2 separate regions of the Mus musculus genome follow, and region 1 is linked to region 2. A link is a contact called in public Hi-C data. All regions are on one chromosome and are shown on one strand. The core of a region is the stretch at or near the end of the contact, and the rest is flanking DNA. Distances in the headings are between cores, read along the strand shown. Region 1 overlaps Phex (phosphate regulating endopeptidase homolog, X-linked). Region 2 has its middle 230 kb from the start of Gm52451.

What was found. Hi-C and Micro-C count contacts between places; a contact is called where the count stands out from the background.
Region 1: a Hi-C map of the C2C12 cell line shows a contact between it and region 2, with 6 times the contacts expected there. The contact joins two enhancer-like sites. A contact is called at or near these places in 4 of 39 promoter capture datasets (the 3T3-L1 cell line, embryonic stem cells and hippocampal neurons), 1 of 15 datasets of contacts at CTCF or cohesin (the NIH/3T3 cell line), 5 of 484 Hi-C or Micro-C datasets (the C2C12 cell line, cortical neurons, embryonic fibroblasts and 2 more) and 1 of 115 datasets of contacts at active chromatin or transcription factors (the NIH/3T3 cell line).

Annotation. Positions count from the first base shown.
Region 1 is chrX:157,302,335-157,307,142 of GRCm38.p6, reverse strand. The region is part of intron 12 of Phex (phosphate regulating endopeptidase homolog, X-linked); the gene reads left to right. Among named protein-coding and RNA genes, the nearest start is that of Gm25795, 5.1 kb to the right of the region's middle. Within about 2 kb of position 1,477, at least 25 of the 459 cell types and tissues checked have an H3K27ac peak or open chromatin away from gene starts, as enhancers often do. A contact at or near this core is called in the C2C12 cell line, where this site is marked.
Region 2 is chrX:157,026,253-157,030,841 of GRCm38.p6, reverse strand. No RefSeq gene overlaps it. Among named protein-coding and RNA genes, the nearest start is that of Gm52451, 230 kb to the left of the region's middle. Within about 2 kb of position 1,716, at least 29 of the 459 cell types and tissues checked have an H3K27ac peak or open chromatin away from gene starts, as enhancers often do. A contact at or near this core is called in the C2C12 cell line, where this site is marked.

The DNA.
Region 1 (4,808 bases), core at 228-2,727, 280 kb before region 2:
TGGCTACCCATTGGGAAAGCTGGAAAAAAAAATGTTCTGATTTGTGAGGGGCTTAAAGCTTTTCTTTCTCTCACCATGAAGCTCCGGACTGCAGCTAATTAAAGTGCCACCTAAGATGTGTTGACCTCAGCTTTCTTTTGTGACCAAAACTACCAAACTGAGTGATAGGGAGACTCATATTCGCAGTGGTCTGAGGGCCTTACCTCTTGGTTTTTGTGACAGTGACCCTGTCTCAAAACAGAAGTGTGTGAATGGGCTTTGTTGTCCTCTTTGCTAGGAGTGATCACTGTAAAAGATAAATGAGGATGTCTCTGCTTCCTTGAAGGGTAAATTTGTTATCTCTGTCTCCCTGCCTTTTCCTGCTCCTCCCTGGAGAGAGGTCATTGGTACTTTTGTGTTTTGAAACTCACCGTGTTGATTTCAAGTGGAAATTTAATATTGGGAAATAAGCACCCATTTTTATTTAAGATTCTGCATTTCCTGCAAGCATGTGCTCTTTAAAAATATTTTTTGAGGTTATAATATAATTACATCATTTCTCCCTTCCTTTTCCTTCCTCCAAACCCTTCCAGTATCGTCTTTGTCACTTTTTGTCTTTTTCTTTCAGCAAAGAACAAGGATGCCTGCTGTTTTTCTGGTTAATAGAGCCTTTGAATAGGCATATAGTGATAATTGGGTGATTTGGGGTGTCTTCTGGAGGATTTACAGTGTCCGGAACAGAGGAGGAGTCCCCCCAAGGTCACTATGGAAGAGACTCAGGCTGCCTTTGGTCTCCCTGGCCAGTTCTGAGTCAGATGTGAGGAGCAGCTTCCTGAGAGTGGCTCAGACTTGTTCCCCAGCTGAATTAATCACCTAGCTCAGTGCTGGACCACCTCTGAACTGTTTCCTTGTGCGCTTTGCATCTGGGGTCGAAGCTTGTCAGCCCATGCCCAGAGAAAAGAAATACCAGCACGGAAGACCTGGGGAGGCAGTGTCCTGAGGGTGGCATGAGGGAGTAGCTGTGGCCTTGGCCACAGCAGGTACAGAGAAGTTGGCTGCATGTTCCCAACTCCTTAGGCATACGACTCCCACGCACAGGCTTCGAGTGAGGTAGGAAGATTTCCACTGCAGAGAGCAAAGCAAAGTGCACCTCACCTCTCTGCCTTTATCACTAAACTCTGCTAATCCCAGGCACTGCAGTGTGCATAGCATACAGTCTGTACTGACCAGTTAGGACCCTGACTACCACCCTCGGAGCCCATGTTTCTGAGGGTGTGCTTTTCCACCTGAGGCACTTAGGAGCTTGTGAATAGGGCACATTTCCTCACACCTGCTTCAAGATCAGGGGTGGGGTGAGTCCTTACTTCTTCACTGCATCCCTGTCTGACTTCTAACTGCCTGCCCCTTCATTCTGCCCAAAGTCTTTCTTGTCCCTATGGAGTCTACTGTGAGTGGCACTGCATCCAAAAGACTCACCATGCCATCATCCTTCCTCACTGGCCCTTAGCCAACAATTGTTGGAAGGCGGCTAGTGCCTGCCCTTCTTTCTCCTGCCTCTCACATGCCCTATAAATGTTCCTGGGAGCTTACCCCGTGGGCTTGAGCTTTCTGGCAAAAATGCCCTTTGCTGCCTGCCTTCCTTTCCCTTCTTGCTTTTGAAGACCTCTTTCTTTGACCACCCCCCACCCCTTTCAAACACCGTGTGCTTTAATCCTAGTCTCTAGCTCTGTCCCTAAGGAGACCACTAATGAGGACACAACCTCTGCGTTAGGTCCTTTTCTCATGCTTCCCTGCCTTTAAGACAATAGTGCATTTCATTGAGTCGGGTTACCAGCATCCTCTCAGCAAACTCAATGCCACAAGCATTTGTAGCACACCAAGAATGTGCCAGGAAATGGGCTGGGAGCTGCAGATTCTGGAAGGGAGGGGGTGATCAGCTGCAGTTCCTTTTCTTCACGTGCTTTCACATACCTAGGGTGACACAGGGATGCTACGGAGGCTGTGCTGGTGGGGGAGGGTTATTTAATAGAGAGTCATGAAGTGGTCCTGGGGGCCTAGGAAGTGAAACTTTAGGAGCGGAGGCAGGCTGTCTCTCAGGGTGCTAATCCTGCCCCTTCCTCTCTTCCTTTGTCATGACCTTGTTAGCTTATAGGTGAGGCTTCTTCTGAGCTCCCCATCACTTGGTACTTGGAACAAGTGCTCCCAGCAGTGCTCCTCTCCCTTGGTATGTTTACTCCTGCTGCACTACACAGTTTCCATTGGAATAGGTTTGGAGAGGAGAGGAAAGGCTTCAGCCAGGATACCTCATGCCCCTATTTGTTATAGCTTTCAGTGTCTTTGCAGAATGTCGAAGAATGCAGTCATTCTGCTTCCTGCATCTACTCTGAGTATTCTTCAGGGACAAAGAGCGTGCAAACTGTGACCTTGCTCTGGCTTCTAGTACTGAGCTTACAGCCACTGTCTCTCCACCCCTGTTTAGGTATCTTCAAGTTTTTGTCTCACAGTCATCCAGGTGAAGGTGATGTTCGTCTTCCTTATATCTCCTCAGCTCAGTGCTGTCCAAAGGAAGGACAGTATGGAGGAGAGATATATGGAGGCTGACTGTATTGTAAGCCATTTTTTACCTCTTGGGTGCTACATGACCTTTTGGAGATTGCTTCATTTTTCCCATCCCTGTCTTTTAAAGTGTGAGAGCAGTGCCCATCTCAGAGGTTAGTTACCGAGATTGAAGATGTTGGTATTCTAAAGGAGGTGGTTGCTTTACTCTGGCTTGTAGATTTTCAGATTTTGAACAAATCTCTGTTTTGAAAAGGTTTATTTATTTTTATTACATTTTTTATACAATATATTTTGATCATACTCTTTCACCTCCCCAACTTCTCCTAACTCTTCACCTCCATAGCTATCTTTCTCTCTTTTTCCAAAAAAGTCGAAAGCAAACAAATTTGTTTTATGTGTATGGCTGTTTGCCTACATGAATACATGTGTACCAGGAGCTTATCTGGTGCCCTCCGAGGCCAGAAGAAGGTGTCACATCTTCTGGAACTGCTGGAAACTGAGCCCAGGTCCTCTGCAAGAGCAACAAGCACTCTTAATGGCTGAGTCATCCCTTATCTCCCTTCACAATTATCTTTGTGCGATATGTATGTATGTATGTACGTATATACATATGTATGTGCATATGTATGAAATGTATGTATGTATATGTAGTATAAGTAGGAGTTTGATATATTTTGTGTGATAGTTTATGGAGTAATTATAATCCAGATCCTCATGGAAATGCTGTTTGCTTTCAGGCATGGCCAACCTGTGCCTTAGGGTAGTTATGAACGTAAGGCAACAACAACAACAAAAAAAACACTTAAATGTACTTAAAGCATTATGGAAGAAGAAGAGGAGAGAGGGAGAGAAGAGAGAGGAGAGAGGAGAGAGGAAAGAGGAGAAGAAAAGGAAGGGGAGGTAGGAAGGTAGATTGTTATGCAATTTGTGGTTCTCAATTGAATATCATAGATAACAATGTTATATCAAAGGTTGAACATGCCTATGTCATTTAATCTCTCATACTTGAGTGTGAGTCAGCACCACCAGGAGTGCCCATTGGAACAAATTGCAAATTTGCTTCAGTGGTTCTAAGGTGTTGGGAATCAGCACCTCTGATGAGGCCCCAGGTGATGCTAATGCTGATGGGACACTGGCTGATCACAGGTGGCAATTTCTTTCCACCAAGGCTGAATTAAAGATGAAGGTTATAGAGTTTTATTTTTATACCCTGAAGGCTCCTCTTTCTATCATCTCTCACGGTTAAGTACCTCAGTGGGTTGGGACACTCAAAACCCACCCAGGGCACCTATTCTATGACTATCTGTTGAATGTTTTAAAGATCTGAAGGCTCCATGTTCTCCCTTTCTGTCCCTTGATTCCACATTGTTGTTTAGGAACTATGCAGATGAGGTTTTCCATACAAATGGATACTTACAGTTAGCTATTGGATGGAGCACAGGGTCCCCAATGGAGGAGCTAGAGAAAGTACCCAAGGAGCTAAAGGGATCTGCAACCCTATAGGTGGAACAACAATATGAACTAACCAGTACCCCCTGGAGCTCGTGTTTCTAGCTGCATATGTATCAGAAGATGGCCTACTCGGCCATCAGTGGAAAGAGAGGCCCATTGGTTGAGCAAACTTTATATGCCTCAGTATAGGGGAACACCAGGGCCAAGAAGTGGGAGTGGGTGGGTAGGGAAGTGGGGTGGGAGGGTATGGGGGACTTTTGGGATAGCACTGGAAATGTAAATGAAGAAAATACCTAATTAAAAAAAAAGAAAAAAAGTCTTCCTAATTTCTAAAGATTCATCAATGTATTTTTTAAATGTGAATGAAACAAATTTCATGTTTCTCATATAAAATTGACATTATTATATGTCAAACTGTAAGATTAAAAGGTTTTATAAATACCACATTGATATCATATAGCTACCATAAGGAAGGTACTGCTATTTCTTTATACAGCTTAAGTATGTAAAGTCAAGAGATGCCAAGCATGCTTGTCCATGGTCATTGATCTGGTTGCTGGAAAAGTTGGGCATCCATTCCTGATAGTTTGGCTTTGTAGGGGGACCTTTATCCTAATAGAAGTGCATCTTTAAGCATGTTCTTCAAACCAGGAGAATTGGTATTATCTAGAGGCTAGCTAGGAATGCAGACTCAAAGTCCCAATTAGATCTATGAAATGGAACTCTGAGAAGGAATACAGGACTCTACAGTGCAGTCAGCCCTTCAGGTGATTCTAATGTAGCCAGAGTGTGCAAACCAGTGTTCTACACTGTGTTTC
Region 2 (4,589 bases), core at 467-2,966:
AATCTACAGCAAACCAGTAGCCAACATCAAAGTAAATGGTGAGAAGCTGGAAGCAATCCCACTAAAATCAGGGACTAGACAAGGCTGTCCACTTTCTCCCTACCTCTTCAACATAGTACTTGAAGTCCTAGCCAGAGCAATTCGACAACAAAAGGAGATCCAGGGGATACAAATTGGAAAAGATGAAGTCAAAATATCACTTTTTGCAGATGATATGATAGTATATATAAGTGACCCTAAAAATTCCACCTGAGAACTCCTAACCCTGATAAACAGCTTCGGTGAAGTAGCTGGATATAAAATTAACTCAAACAAGTCAATGGCCTTTCTCTACACAAAGAATAAACAGGCTGAGAAAGAAATTAGGGAAACAACACCCTTCTCAATAGTCACAAATAATATAAAATATCTTGGCATGACTCTAATTAAGGAAGTGAAAGATCTGTATGATAAGAACTTCAAGTCTCTGAAGAAAGAAATTAAAAAAGATCTCAGAAGATGGAAAGATCTCCCATGCTCATGGATTGGCAGGATCAACATTGTAAAAATGGCTACTTGCCCTTGCTATATCTGACTGGAGCCTGTTCTTCCTGTGATCTTGGTTGTGGCAGAACTCCCCAGATTTCAGTTGTCTCTGTGATCCTGTGATCCTGTGATCCTGAGATCCTGTGATCCTGTGATCCTGAGATCCTGGGTGTGTCAGAGCTCCTGGGAGTCAAACTGCCTCTGGGACCCTGAGAGCATGGTGTGTCTAAACTCCTGTGATCTTTTGATCCAGTGATCCTGTGGTCCTGGGAGTGTTAGCGTGCCAGGGAGAGGATCTTCCTCTGGGACTTGTGGGATTGACTACAGAGGTCGTTCCCAAGGCCTCTCAGGTCACTGGCCCACAGACTGGAAAGAACCTGTGCCACTGGTCAGGCTGAATTCCTGGGTGCATGGTTCCTGCTGGTCCCAGTTACTTCGGGTGTTGGGATGTTGTGTCCTCCTCACCTCTGATCCTATGATCCTGGGAGTTTTAGAGTGCCTAGAAGTAGATCTTCCTCTGGGTGTTGTCGGATTGGTTGTGGAGTTCAGTCCCAAGGTCTGCTAGAGGCACTGGCCCAGACCGAAAGCTTCTTCCCCATTTTTGTTCCTACAGTTCTTTCATACAGGAACAATTCTGGGTCAGAGCTTTTGAGTGTGGGATGGAAACCTCATCCCTCCACTTGATGCCCTATCTTTCTACTGGAGGTGGATTCTATAAGTTCCTTCTCCTCACTATAGGACATTTCATCTAAGGTCCCTCCCTTTGATTTTAAAAAAGATTTATTTATTTTTACTTATATGAGTACACTGCAGCTGTCTCAGACACACACCAGAAGAGTGTATCGGATCCCATTACAGATGGTTGTGAGCTACCATGTGATTGCTAGGAATTGAACTCAGAACCTCTGGAAGAGCAGTCAGGGCTCTTAACTGATGAGCCAACACTCCAGTCCCCTCCCTTTGATTTTAATGACAATGAGTTATATTGCTTTAGGGAAGCTGCCTGAGTTATCTTTTTTCTGGACCAACAAATTACAACTGTACTTAGTGTGTTTAAAAGGACAATTACATTCCTAAATCTGCAATTTGAGCAAGGCTCAGTGGTTGCAGCTTATGCCTACTCTGTTCTGTGACTGCTGAGTGCTGGAGAGCTGTGGTTTAGCATTTCATGGAAGTATGTGCCTTTAGCAATATGATTACTGGCTAAGACATGAGTCAAGCCTTTCAGCTGACTCACTCATTCCATGTGTGACTCAATCCTGTGTTGTGGCTTTAAAATATTGTGAGTGAAATTAAAGGATGAGGAATGAGGGAGGGGAGAGGCTAAGAGTGAGAGAATCAGGGAATGCAGGCAAAGGGAGGAGGAAACCTGAAAGATGGTGGGGGAAGAAGGAAGAATGTGAATGAATGAATGAGTGAATGAATAAATGAATATGAACAAGCACAAGTGAGCAATCACAAACTGACCTCAATAGCATGTGATGTTGTCAAGCTGCTAGGTGCATTGGAACTATGCTTTAATACTTCAGAATTATATGACTTCACGTATTCTCACCTAAATATGCTTATATTTTATTTATATACCATATATGTAAAATATGCTGTGTTTTAGAGTATAATTTTAGATCCTATATTACCCTTCATATGTGTTCTTGAATTCTTTTATTCTATGATTTTTTTCACTGCTTCTTTTCCTTTCATAGTCTTGGCATAGGCAAAGACTATTGGTCAGTCATTTTGTAGCATATCCCTAGATTTGGGCCTGTCCGAATTTTTTTTTTTTAATTTTATGTATTCACTTTACATCTTTTTTTTTTTTTTTTAAAGATTTATTTATTTATTTATTGTAAGTACACTGTAGCTGTCCTCAGACACTCCAGAAGAGGGAGTCAGATCTCGTTACAGATGGTTGTGAGCCACCATGTGGTTGCTGGGATTTGAACTCCTGACCTTCGGAAGAGCAGTCGGGTGCTCTTACCCACTGAGCCATCTCACCAGCCCCCTCACTTTACATCTTGATTGCAGCTTCTCTTCCTTCTCTCCTTCCAGTCCCTACCCCTCATGTCCCCTCCCCTAAGCCCCCTTCCCTTTCTTCTCAGAGATGATGAGATATCCAATGTATATCAAGAAGACTTGGCAAATCAAGTTGCAGCAGGACTAAGCACATCATGTCCCATTGAGGTAAGACAAGACAGTCCGGTTAGAGGAAAGGGATCCAAAGGCAGGCAACAGACAGCCCCTTCTTCCACATGAAGACCAAGCTGCACATCTGCTACAAATGTGGAGAAGGCCTAGGTTCAGCCTCGGCATGCTTTTTTATTTTATTTTATTTTTATTTTTTGTGGTTCAGTATCTGTGAACCACCATGGATTCAGGTTAATTTATTCTGTAGATTCTCCTTGAGCCCTCTGGCTCCTTCAATCCTTCCTCGTCCTCTTCCACAAGATTTATGAAGCTCCACCTATTGTTTGGTGTGGAGCACCTGCATCTGTTTCTATCAGCTGGTGGGTGAAGCCTGTCAGAAGACAGTTATGCTACATGCTTGTCTGCAAATATAGCAGAATATCATTGATAGTGTAAGGGGTTGGCTCTCTCTCATGGCATGGACCTCAATTTGGGCCAGTTATTGGTTAGCCATTTCCTCAATTTCTCTTCAGTCTTTATCCTTGCATCTTGTAGGCAGGACAGATTGTGGGTCGCAAGTTTTCTGGATGAGTTGGTGTCCCTATCCATCATAGGAAGTTTTTCCTTGTTACAGTATGTGGCTTTTTCAGGTTCCATATCCCCTATTGTGATGAGTCTTAGCTGGGGTCACGGTCATAGGACTTAGGAGTTTCCCTTGTCCCAGGTTTCTAGTTCATTCCAGAGATGACCATCCCCCAACCCAGTCTGCTCCTTCTTATGATCAGACTGAGGTTATGTACTCTTGGAAGATTACTTCAGAGGTTTTATGTTCTGTCAGTGTACCTTATCATAGGGTAGTGGTGTAGATATTTATTATTGCTGATAAACGTCTTGAGCATTTGGCCAATCTGCAGAATTGTGTCTACTTGTAATTGGTTAATGTTTTATTTTGACTTACGGACACAGTGTCTTGATAGATAACCTAGACTGGCCTTGAATTCATGATTCTTTTGCTTTCACCTCTTGGATGCTAGGATTACACACCAAACCACACCAAACCTGGCTCTATCAGCATTTTTATTCAGTGCTAAACAGTCAGCCTTGAAAACATACATATAAGTGAAATTGTATGGACTGAACAAGTTACATTTAGGGATACATATGTATATACTTATACAATATATGAATGCAATAATAATTGATTTAAAAAAGGCTTTGAGTTCAAATGAGAGTGGAAGAGGGGAATATGTGAAGGTTTGGATGGAGGAAAGGGAAGGGAGAAAATATGTAATTGTATTATAATCTCAAAAATCTTTAAAATATTTTATTATTTTTAATTATGTATAGGTGTGTCTTTGCATGTGAGTATTTATACATAGGGGCAGGTGCCTGCAGAGACCAGAGGCATCAGACTTTCTGGAGCTGGGACTGCAGACAGTTGTGAGCCATCTGATTTGGGTGCTAGGAACTGGACCTAGATCCTCTGAAAAGCGGTGTTTATACTTTACCACTGAATCGTCTTGCCAGCCCCTCTATTAACACTTTTGGTCATAAATGTATTATAGTCATTCTTTAGTGTCCATAGAGGACTTGTTACAGGCTGTTTACAAATACCAAAATCCCGTGGATGCTCAAGTGTCTCTCTCTCTGTTTCTCTATCTCTCTCTTTCTCTCTCTCTCTCTCACACACAATGAAGCTCAGTGGCTTAAAAATGGATATTAAAACTGTAAAGAAGCTTTGGGTGTTGGCAAATGCTTGCTTGAGCTCCTTTGTTAAACTAGCCATAAAGGAAAAAAAAATCCCTGACAAAGCATTATGAGAAAAAGAACCTCCAAAGATGCCACTGAGTTCATTTTGTGTTGGCCATCTACTGCTGGGCATAAGGCCTGGCCTTAAAAATCCTTTTGTATTCTCAGTGAAACCCCATTGGAAAAAAATT